Linked DNA regions of Cricetulus griseus: region 1 is linked to region 2. Evidence: chromatin contacts called from public Hi-C data. All regions are on one chromosome and are shown on one strand. Each heading gives the region's core, a stretch centred on a gene start, on an enhancer-like site or on the middle of the called end of the contact. The rest is flanking DNA. Distances are from core to core; before and after follow the strand shown. Region 1 overlaps Myo5b (unconventional myosin-Vb). Region 2 overlaps Acaa2 (3-ketoacyl-CoA thiolase, mitochondrial).

Evidence for each region. A called contact is a pair of places that touch in the nucleus more often than the background predicts.
Region 1: a Hi-C map of liver shows a contact between it and region 2, with 2.1 times the contacts expected there. The contact joins two enhancer-like sites. A contact is called at or near these places in 3 of 8 Hi-C or Micro-C datasets (the CHL-YN cell line, the CHO-K1 cell line and liver).

The regions. Positions count from the first base shown.
Region 1 is chr2:165,159,024-165,164,479 of CriGri-PICRH-1.0, forward strand. Myo5b (unconventional myosin-Vb) reads right to left here. Exons shown (of 40, transcript XM_035438715.1): 32 at 2,923-3,016; 33 at 1,480-1,623. Among named protein-coding and RNA genes, the nearest start is that of Acaa2, 29 kb to the left of the region's middle. Within about 2 kb of position 3,223, at least 1 of the 6 cell types and tissues checked has open chromatin away from gene starts, as enhancers often do.
Region 2 is chr2:165,109,037-165,114,648 of CriGri-PICRH-1.0, forward strand. It overlaps Acaa2 (3-ketoacyl-CoA thiolase, mitochondrial), which reads right to left. Exons shown (of 10, transcript XM_027397909.2): 8 at 3,046-3,116; 9 at 1-119. Among named protein-coding and RNA genes, the nearest start is that of Acaa2, 21 kb to the right of the region's middle. Within about 2 kb of position 3,760, at least 1 of the 6 cell types and tissues checked has open chromatin away from gene starts, as enhancers often do.

The DNA.
Region 1 (5,456 bases), core at 1,973-4,472, 49 kb after region 2:
ACTGCCCTGGAGTGATCTGCTCTAGGGTAATGTTTACCTCAAGCTCTGACTCCTTATGTGAGAAAGCCCTGCATTGCACCCAGTTTCCTCCCTGGCTCTATTTCAGAGGCTGGAGTGGGCTGGGTCAGTCCCACCATCTGTTTGACAGAAGGAGACACTATAGCACCACGGAGCAGAGCCAGTGATATAAGACTAAATGATAGGATTACTAAAGGATCCTCCTTTTGCCCATCAGGACTCTTTTCTCTAAGATCTCATCTTGGTTCTGCAGGAAGCTTCTGGGCTGGGCTGGATGGTGCATAAAGGGGCTTGCTGAAGGCAGATGAGAAGAGAGGAAGGGGACTGAACCAGAGTTAGTGAGGAAAGTGGCTCCCAGGAGTCCTGTATTCCATTCCTGAAGGTAGCATCCATTACTGACCAGAGAACTATCTTGACATAAACCTCAACAACCTGCAAACATGACTCAGACCCCTAAACTGAGCATCCTTGAAGAGTGACCCCATGGGCAGGAGGCTCTGCCCTAACTTAATAGGGAAAAAACCTTCCCTTTCCAGAGCTGTGGGGACTAGAAAGTGGGTAGCAGGTGTTCTAGTCCCGAGGACCAAGCTGGGAGGAGTCTACCTTTCCCAGAGCTGCTGAAGCTGCTGGGTCACTACCGAGCTTCTATCACCCTGCTTCTCATAACGTCAGTGTGAGGGTGTTCAATCCCTTAGAATAGGAGTTATAGACAGCTGTGAGCTACCCTGTGGGTGCTGGAAATTGGACCTGGGTCCTCTGGAAGAGCAGTCAGTGCTCTTAACTGAGCTCTCTCTCCAGCCTGGTGTTACAGGCTTTATCACTTTCTCATGTCACACACAAGAACACTGGTCCTCAACTACATGGCTAATGAGGAAAGGGGTAAATTTACATATAGGCTGTCCAATTCTAGTATGTGTGCTGGATTGCACAGTACTACAGACTGTAAATAGAGGGATTAGAACCTCTGACTCACTGTTTATCCCTTGTGTGACCTGAGCAAGTTACAAGAATGATCTCAGTTATACTCCAAGATGAAGTCAGGATTTGTATAGTGCCAACTGACATAGATGCTGGGAGAGTTAGACAATCAAGGAGGGCATGGCATTTGGCACAGTTAACAAGCCTGCACTGCTTGTCCCACTATTGCCAAACCATCATGGCCTACCGTCAACTTCCCCAGAGAAAGAAGGGGTGCAGCAGCCACCACAGAGAAGCATGTGGTGGGCAAGAGCCATGCAGCCACTGGCAGAACAGAGGCCCCCCTACCTTGTGCTGATACAAGGCTATAGGGGGTGGGATTTTGGGAAGGCAGAAGGGGGAAGCACAGGAACAACTGGAGATGATGGGCTGAGGAGAAGGAGGACATTAAGAAGATCCACAGGGAGATGAGAGGGTTGGTGGGGGGGGGGATAGAAATTGGAGAGGAAGGAGGGCTGGCAGCATGTCACTGCAGATCCTGACCTGTCACCAGGTTCCGGATGAGGAGAGCCTCGTCCTCTTTGTGGTACTCCAGCATGCCTTGGAAGTCTTTTTCTTTTCGCTGGACCGTGACCTGTCTTGTGAGTTCATGGTGCCTCCTGTCACTCTGTGCCAATGCCTGGGCAGCTGAATGGGACAGAGATGCCAGAAACAGGGTGAGAACATGCAGCTGAAGGTGGCTCACGGGACTGGAGCGCCCATACTCTATGTAGCCTGTTCCTGCGGCCTGAACCCTATCTATCTGTGGGACGTCAGCACTTGTGCTGGGATCTACTGCAGACAAGGGGGAGGAGAATACCTGAGAGGAAAATGGGTAGGTTTTGGACCAGAGAAAATATGAGAAGTGGTGGCAGTCATGTTCAGTCTTCCTTGCTGGCAAGTACTTCCCTCCTCCTACCAAGATGTAAGGAAGGTCCCTGAGTCTGGGAAGAGAGCCAGCCAGACCAGTTCTACATAGTTCCCTGTGCGTACTACAGCACTGGCCATCATGACACTATGATGGTACAGTTGTGAGCTGGCCAGGGGAGCAGGTGGTGCCAGTGGGTGGAAACACTGTACCTAGCATCTAAATGCAGCATGAGCCTACGTAAGCACATCTATCTGGGAGGCATCTTAGTGGTACCCACCGGGGTATCAAGGACTTGTTAAACTCCAAAACTCCACTCAGACCTTTCCCCCAGCCCAGAAGAGGATAACAGACTCCCAATATTTATTCATTGCACACCTGGGCACCAACAGTATGAGGGTATTGTCATCAGCACAGAACAGATGTGGAGTCCCCAGTTTTGTCCCCACCAGTAGAGCTGAGGAGATGCATTTGTGTGTTAGCGTGGAAAAACACTTGACAATGCAGCTTGTCCAGGTGCCATGCCAGGAGTGTGCACCATAGGTGCTGGTGGAGGCGGGACACTGAGAAGGATGAAGACTGAGGGGTCTCAGGGCTACAAGCAGGGTGACACTTGTTTATGGAGCAAAACAGTTACAGGAAAGAATACGCCCAGGACTTTAGGAAAGTAATTTAGCCTTCTGTCTGCCCCTCCCTTTGGGCTAGACTCCATATTGGGAGTTTAATTGTGTCATCCCATGGTGTGAGGTGAGGGCCCCAGGTCTTTGTGTCACAATGTTCTTTCAGACCAGAAAGCCTCGCCTCTGACTCTATATCCTCCAAAGGCAGCTGCCACTATGAACCTGTGTGTCACTCCTCCAGCCTCCAGAGTCTGGTTCATATCCTCTCAAGCAGCTCTCTCTGCCTGCTGAGGTGTGAGCTCCCAGGAAGTTGAATTCTTCCATGACAGGGCTGGAGCAGGCACCGTCACCAGAAAACTGATGAAGGGGACTGTAGGCTGAAGTCCCACAGGCTGGCAAAGTCACCTCTGCCTCATGCACACACTCAGGCACATACTCATGCACACCCAGGAACACTACCTTCTAAGTCCTGGGCTTTCTTCATGTAAATCTTCAGCTGCTTTTTCAGCTTCCTCTCATTCTTCTCCAGCTTCTCTACCAATTCCTTAAAATCCTGAAAGCACAAGAGAGCCGTGTGAGAGCAGGATGCTCACCTCACACTGAAGGAAAGGGAAAATCCTTGCTAGGAACAGAGGGGCCCAAGAAGGCTAAGGATCTCCACTCAGGTAGGGGAAGAAGGGCTGTCTCACACCGGCTCAGCACCTGCTCAGAGCCCAGAAGGGCGATGAGTCAGAGTTCATTGTGCCAGCAACAACAGGGTGAACTCCTCCCAGGGCAAATTCCTCCCACTGGGGCACTCTGGCACCTTGTGAATCCTAGGGCTCCCTAAGTCAAGGCTCCTGAGAGGACACCCAGCCAAGGTGTCCAGGGGAGTGGTGAGCAGCACTCTGGGTGGAGGTTGGTGATGCAGGCATAGAGCTGGAAGGGCCAGCAAGCCAAACAGGACAGGAATGGTGGCCTCAGTTCCTAGCAACTGTTGCCATTGGAAGCGAGTCAGTCCATTGGGACCTAGAACAATAAGCTGTCTAGGGAAGGACTTTGCTATCATGATCCTTATCCAGATGGGCAGTGGCTCTTTGAGGTAGGGAAGGGAGAGAGGAAAGGAAAGGAGCCCTGCTTTCACCATTGGAGCCAAGCCTAGGTAACTAGAGCAATGGAAAAGGAGAAGAAGCACTTCATCCCGGGACCTCTGAAACATCTTCCGTGTGTATTTTCACACCCACCCCTATGTGTGTCACAGGGTGTAGAACCCAGGTTAGATATGTGCTAGGGAGTGCTCTATCACCAAGATAGAACCTTTGCCTATGGAGTCCAAGGCATAGATGACATTTTAAAAAGGATATATTTTATTTTTATGTGCATGTATGTCTTTGAGTGCTGTGTGTGCCTTTGTGAACAGGAGTGCAGGTGCCTGTGGGGGCCAGAGGATGGAGAAGGCTTTAAGGTAGACCTGCAAAGGAGAGTCAGTTACAAGATTAATACCAGTGCTATGGGCTTCGCAGACAAGTCTAATTATAGGTGTCTTGAGGGACTTTCTCTTCATTTAAAAGGGGAAGAGGCTGGCAAGGTGGCTCAGCAGGCACTGGCACTGCTTCTAAGCCTGTTTGATCCCCAGAAGCTACATGGTAGAGAACTGACTCCTGGAAGCTTTTCTCTAAACTTCCACACGTGTGGTAGGATTCTCCACAAGTAAATAAACAAGCAAGTAAGCAAACAAACAAATCGTTAGATAGTATAAACCACAAAAAAAACTTCTCAGATTGAGGGGCATCTAAATGTTTACCTAGTTCAAAGGATGGGGTGACAGCACAGACAGCTGGGGAGGAGGAGGGGGAGGGAGAGAGGTGGAGGGAAGAGGACTGAAGGATCAGAGATTCTGCAAGAAGTTAGTTGGTACAAAGTACTTAAGTATCTTGCAAAACTTTAGTAAAGATTCTTAGGGGACAGATGAAGTCTTCTGTTATCTTAGTCACTGTTCTATTGCTGTGAAGAGATACCTTGACCAAGGCAACTCTTATAAAAGAAAACATTCAATTGGTGGCTGGCTTATTGTTTCACAGTCTTAGTCTATTATCATCAAGGCAGGGAGCATGACAGCACACAGGCAGGTGCTTGAACAATAGCCGAGAGCTACATCCCGATCCACAGGATGAGAGAGAGACTGTGGGCTTGGCATGGGCTTTTGAAACCTCAAAGCCCACTCCCAGTAACACTCTCTTCAACAAGGCCACGCCTCTGAATACTTTTAATCTTTTCAAATACAGCCATTCCCTGGCGACTAAGCATTCAAATCTATGAGCCTATGGGGGTCATTCTTATTCCAACCACCACACCTGTGAGCCCTCCGGTTTATCCTGACCCCATCTCATCCTCAGGCATCCATCCAATTGACTAAGCCAATCCACTGAATGAGGAATGTTGCAGACCTAGTCAAGGCTCTGATACTGCAACTGCCAGATGATGCCCATGAATGTGATGTTACCAAGTCCAGAAGACAAAAATGTGTTCAGGTCTTCCCATAATTGTTCTTAACAAACTTTCACAAAACCCAAGGGGATAATCAACAAATTCCCTGATACCTGCGTGCACCTCAACACCAGACATAACAAGTAAAATGTTGGGTAAAATCCAACATCCAGGCTGCAGCAATCATTCTGTTTCGAGGCAGAGACTCCACAGCGGCCTCTCCACAGGAGTCTGGGAAAGGCAGCCCTCCACACGAATCACTCCCACAGTTGCTGACTGCAACCCATGGTGCTGAATCTTGTTGGACAGCTCTTCAGGTTAACAGGCCCTGTTTAAAATGCCAGGAGCCTTCTTCTTAATATGCTAAGCAGAATCATGTAAAACTGTGCTCCCCACACGTGCAGCACCCTGGAACCACCTGGGAGTCTTTAAAGCCTGGGCTCAGCAAACTTGGTTTTATGTCCATGTGAGTAGGAGCCTGAGGTTCTGGGTCTATGAAGACCAAAGCAAGACCAAAGCTGGCAAAC
Region 2 (5,612 bases), core at 2,510-5,009:
CCAGAGCCTCCCAGTGGGTGACCCAGGGCAATGGCGCCTCCATTCACATTGCTTTTACTGGGGTCAAGATCCAAGCCTTTCTGAACAGCCAAGTACTGGGGAGCGAAAGCTTCATTCACCTTAGAATAATTAAAACCCACAGAATCATTACACACAGGCTAGTTTTTAGCAAGAAGGTCTAGTCCTGTTAACAGCTATTTCCTAGATCATCTTATTTCAATTGTCTCACAATGTTATTCAAACTTATCTTCAATTACTCCATGTCAAGACTGTAGGTCCTCAGGGGTGTGGGGGGCGGGGGGGGGGGAAGCTCACAGGGATAGCTTTCATTATTATTTGTCAACATAATCTTGTTTAAGGTTATTTAGAATTATCTTCCTTTACAAATTATCCTTCCGTACAAATAGGTTTAAAAACAGGCACAGAGCTGGGTGCAGTGTCACACAACTCTAATTCTAGCTAATTGGGAGATGGAGATGGAGATGGGAGGATTCCAAGTTAGAGGCCAGCCTGGGCTCTATAGGCAAAATGTACCTCTTTAAAAATAAAAAGAGTTGTATATTTCCTAAATGACATTTCGGATCAAAAGCATTCCTTAAAAAAGCTATCTATAATAAAAATAGATGTGTGTTAGAGGGAGTAGAGATGGTAGAGAGCCCAGGGGTTTAAGAGCTAGATGGAAGGTTCCAGTTTCACTTGTTAGGATGTGACCTTGTGTGTACTTTTTAATACCCTTTTTTACTTGAATTTCCACAGCAAAGTTCAATTCATTTTTCCCAGGTTAAATAAAGTCATGGTTAGAAAGTGTCTATGTGCATTTCCTGACACTACATGGCTGCTATTATTACTTGGTACTAAGCCATCCTTCCAGGAAGACACTGACAGATAAGAATACACCGTCCTTGCCTAAGGCACAGGAATTGATAACTGTGTTAGGTGTGGCAGAACTGCCAAGCACCATTCACATCACAGTGACACCTGCCAGCTGCCCATGAGAAAGGCTACACTTTGTCTACAACAATCTCAGCTCAGGAATTCCATAAAGAAAATTGACTGTAAAGAAGGTGATTGTTACAGAGTTGGGGTCAGATTTCAATCTCCTTATCTTTTCTATTAGATTTTTATACTCTCCCAAGATGGAGTCTGATTCACCCTTCTGTTTTATGTAGTAGTTCTCAAGGAGCTGTGACAGGATCTGGAATATGCTGGGAAAGCAGGCTTCCAAAGCCCAGGGAACAGTGTGTCAGGCTCTGTCTTGAGTATCTATACATCCAGAGATGAGCACAGGCTGCAGGCAGGATGCTCTAGCTCAGAAATGTAGTGGTAGCTTGCTGATAAAAAAATGATAGGTAAGCAGCCCCCTTGAGGCTTAGAGCAAAAAGCTACTGAAGAGGGAAGAAATATTTATGTTTCTTAAAACTTGGTTTCTGGAGTGAGGGGTTATTACAGAGAAAATCATCCAAGTGCTTAGCCCTTCTCTATGAATTTTGTTAGCGATTGCCTTTGTTATATTGCTTCTTAATACCAAACAGCATCAGTTTAATTACCTACAATTCTTAATATTCCCCATATATGGAACATTGATAGTCTATCATTGAGAAGTTTCTTCATTGTCTCTTGATGTTATGTAGCCCTTGGATTCATCCCTTCTTTTAATTATGCTAAATATTAAGATGCCTTTGTTCTACTATTACCATTTATAAAAGCTACTCAGGGCTGGAATGTAGCTCAGTGTGGAATATATGTTTAGCATACATTAATTCCTAGAATGACACACATATGTGCACATGTGCAAGCACACACACAATCATTCTACCAATAAATTTAAATTTCCAGTGTGAAAATTGGGATAATCTTTTTGTACACTGTGTGAAGATTTGTCTCTGTCCTTGCTCACCTACCTAAGGCATTTTCTGATTGGTTTAATAAAAAGTTGTATGGCCAATAGCTATGCAGGAAAGGATAGGTGGGACTTCCAGGGAGAGATAGAAATTCTTGAGTTGAGAGATTCAACAGCCAGACAAAGAGGAAGTATAATGAGCTACGTGGCAGAATGTAGATTAATATAAATTGTTAACTTAGGTTTTAAGAGATAGTTGGTGGTACTGAGGAGAGGTAACAAGCCATGTGACAGAATGTAGATTATAATATAAACAGGTTAATTTAAGTTTCAAGAGCTAGTTGGGAACAAGTCTAAACTAAAGTCAAGCTTTCATAATTAATAAAAAGTCTCCGTGTCATTATTCCAGAAAGACCGGTTACAGTAAGTGTATTCTAAATCAAGCCACAACTATGGTGGAGAAGCCAAATATAAATTTGAAGAGCCTTGAATTTGGGAGAAAGGGCAAGTAACTTCTAGATCAGCATTATGTATTGTTTTTCTATTAGGTAAGTGATTTTATCTACATTTCTACTCTTCATTCTTGACAACTTATTTCCCACCCTCTTGACACAGCGTCACAGGCATGCTAAAGTCTAAACGATAGCAGTATCCTAAGAGGTTCTAAGAAGTTTCCAGGATTAAGAGAGATCAGAGTGCTTGAAATCACTCAGAAGCAGGTGAAGTGAGACTGGGGAGATGGCCCAGTGGATAAAGTATCTACTGGGCAAGCTTAAGAACCTAAATTAGCTCTCTACCGCCCCTGTGAAAAAGCTGGGTAATCCCAGTGGGGTTGTGGAGATGGGAGGGTTCCCTCAGGCTTGCTGACTAGCCAGTTTATCCAAATTGGTGAGAGATCCATCTCAAAAACTAAGGTGGAAAGAGATGAAGGGAAAAAAAAAAAACTATACAACCTATGTTCCCATACATGCACACATATATGTGCATGTGTGTGCACACACAGACACAAATCACAAAAAAATAAGCACAACACTTTAATACAGTGGGTAACATGCCAACACAAAGCATGCACAGTCAATATGTATGTGGGTGGAGAACAGGTGGCAAAGTTCACAGTACTAAAAGAAGAGCTACAGGATACCAAGCTAAACCATTTGCGTTATACAAGTAGGTGGCTTATTCCTATTGTAAAAGAAAACACTTACATCAACCAAATCCATGTCCTTAAGACTCAGTCCAGCTTTCTTCAATGCGCCATTGATTGCAGGAACTGGGCCTAAGGAAGAATAAAGGAATTAGATGGAAATATATGTTCTCTTGTTATTCTTTAAGCCAGGCGTGTGGTGCACACCTGTCACCCCAACCCTCAGGAGGCTGAAGTGGCTGGACCGTAAGTTTCAGATCATCCCGTTTATACAGTTAGAACGTAGCTCACAGAACAAAACTCCCACTCCTATAATATACAAGGAAATGATTGCACATCAGAAAAAAGGGACAAAGGCGAAAAGCTGACTGCAGTCGACTGTGGGTGAGAGACCTACATGAGACAGTCTACCTGGCTTTAGGATGTTGAGCAGCCAGGGGCTATATGCAGGACTTACATATTATACTGATCTCAAATGACCAGGCAGACCAAGTGTTCCAAGGTGGAAACTATTCCCATTCATTCACTTCGAACCTTTAGCCCATTTGGATAAAAAGCAGGGAACACAGTGGCATCTCCATAAACCAGATGTCTGCCTAGGGATAATTTCCTTCTCTATTTATCCTTTGAGGAAGAAAGTGTGTAAATGACTCATCAGAAAAAATCTGCTGTGAAGTCACATGGCTGAACAGGTTTCACCCAGTTAAAAGGCTCTTTGGACCAGTTTGCTTGTCAAGCATGACCATTCAGATAACATGATTCAGTTTAAAATGCAGTTCCAAATAGCTACTGATTTACTAGAAGCTAACTCCAGATTCTTTACACATCCAACATGAAAACAGGATGACTGGTATTATGGTTAATAGTGACTGTCAACTTGACAGGATCTAGAATCACCCAGGAAACACCCCTATGAGGGGTCAGCTAGACAAGGTTAGCCTCTGGGCATGCCTGTGAGAGATTATTTAAATCAGGTTAGCTGAGTTGGGAAGACCCACCCTAATGGTGGGTGACTGGTGGACTGGTGCCTTGGATTAAGAAAGAAGAAGTGAGCTGACCTCTAGCATTCGTCTCTCTGTTTCCTGATTGCAGACATCATGTGACCAGCTGCCTAAAGTTCCTGCTGCCATGATGTACTTGAAGTGACAGCCAAAAATAAAGCCCTCTTCTTTAAGTTTTCTTATGGTTAGGTATTCTGTCATAGCTACAGGATAAGTAACTAATAATATAGATGTTGGTTGGGGCTGTTGCTGTGATAAACCTGGCCATGTGCTTCACAGGCCTTTGCTTAGCCCCACACTATGGAGCACACAAGCTTGTAGGTGACACAGGCACCGGACACTGAGGGGCCCTTGGCACGGACAGTTCCACAGTAGCGCTACTTAAGCATTTGAAGCCAGGGAAACATTTCCTTTGCTCACCAGTTACTGCTAATCCACCAAACCCCATTAAATGAGGTTCAACTGAAAAACAACTATAAAAGAACTGATTGAAACCAGAGAAATTTGATAGCTCATCAAAGTACCCAAGGACTCAGAAATCAAAAGCAGAAACACTGACCGCAGGTTACAGACCTATTGCAACAAAATCCCCAGAGGAAGAGTTAATGTGGGAACCAGTGCAGTGGGTGTGATGTGATGAATGCCATTTCACTCCACAGAGGTTTTATTTTTCAGGCTACCTTCTATTTCCAAGGTAAAATCTTTATGTAGCTTTTAAGTCCATGACATAAAAAAAAAAGCCCTGATTTTAGCAGTGTCAAATTTCCTGCAGTTGATGACATAAAGTTGACATAAATTTGAGATAAGCAATGGAAGGTAAAAAGGTGTGAGCACGCCAGGCTTGTTTCCTAGTAATTCTTCCCGGAGGGAAGCCTTGTCTGAAGGGCTTGGCTTCCAGGGCACCTGGGAGCTGACTTAATCCCCGGGCAATAGTCACAGAGTCATCTGAACATCTGCTGACATGGCAGTAACGCATTATCCTCCTTCCATCTTGACAGCCATCTTAAAAAACAAATTAAGGAGTCAAAAAAGGCCCAAACTCACAGAAAACTCTTTGGTCTGTCAAGAATCTGAAGTCCAGACTGTACGGAAGGCTCTTCTTTAGGACATGGGGCCACGGGTGAGATGCAGAGTACCAGGGTCACGTGTGCAGTGAGCACCTAATTGGCCTCTTGTTTCCTTAAAGGTGGGGATAATAAGAAAGACTAAAACTCTCCTCACTGGGGCCAGTGAGATGGCTGGGTGGATGAGGGTGCTGGCCACCAAGGCTGGTGGCTTGAGTTGGATCTCCAGAGTACATAAAGTGAAATGAGAGAGATGACCTTCAAAAGTTGTCCTCTGACCTTGACATACAGGCTGTGATTTGTGTGTCTACATGTGCGTGTGTTCACACATACTCATTCACAGAGTAAACAAAAAATTAAAAATTTGCATCAGAGTCTCTGTGTACTTAGTAAAAAGAGCTTTTGTTTTTTTGTTTGTTTGTTTTTCTCTTCTTTCCTTTCTCTCTCTCTTTCGAGATAGGTCTTGCTATATAATCCTAGATGGACTGCAACTTGCAGTCCTGCCTCTGCTTCGTGAGTGCTGGAATCAGATGGACACCACCATGCTCATATATCCTCTGTTC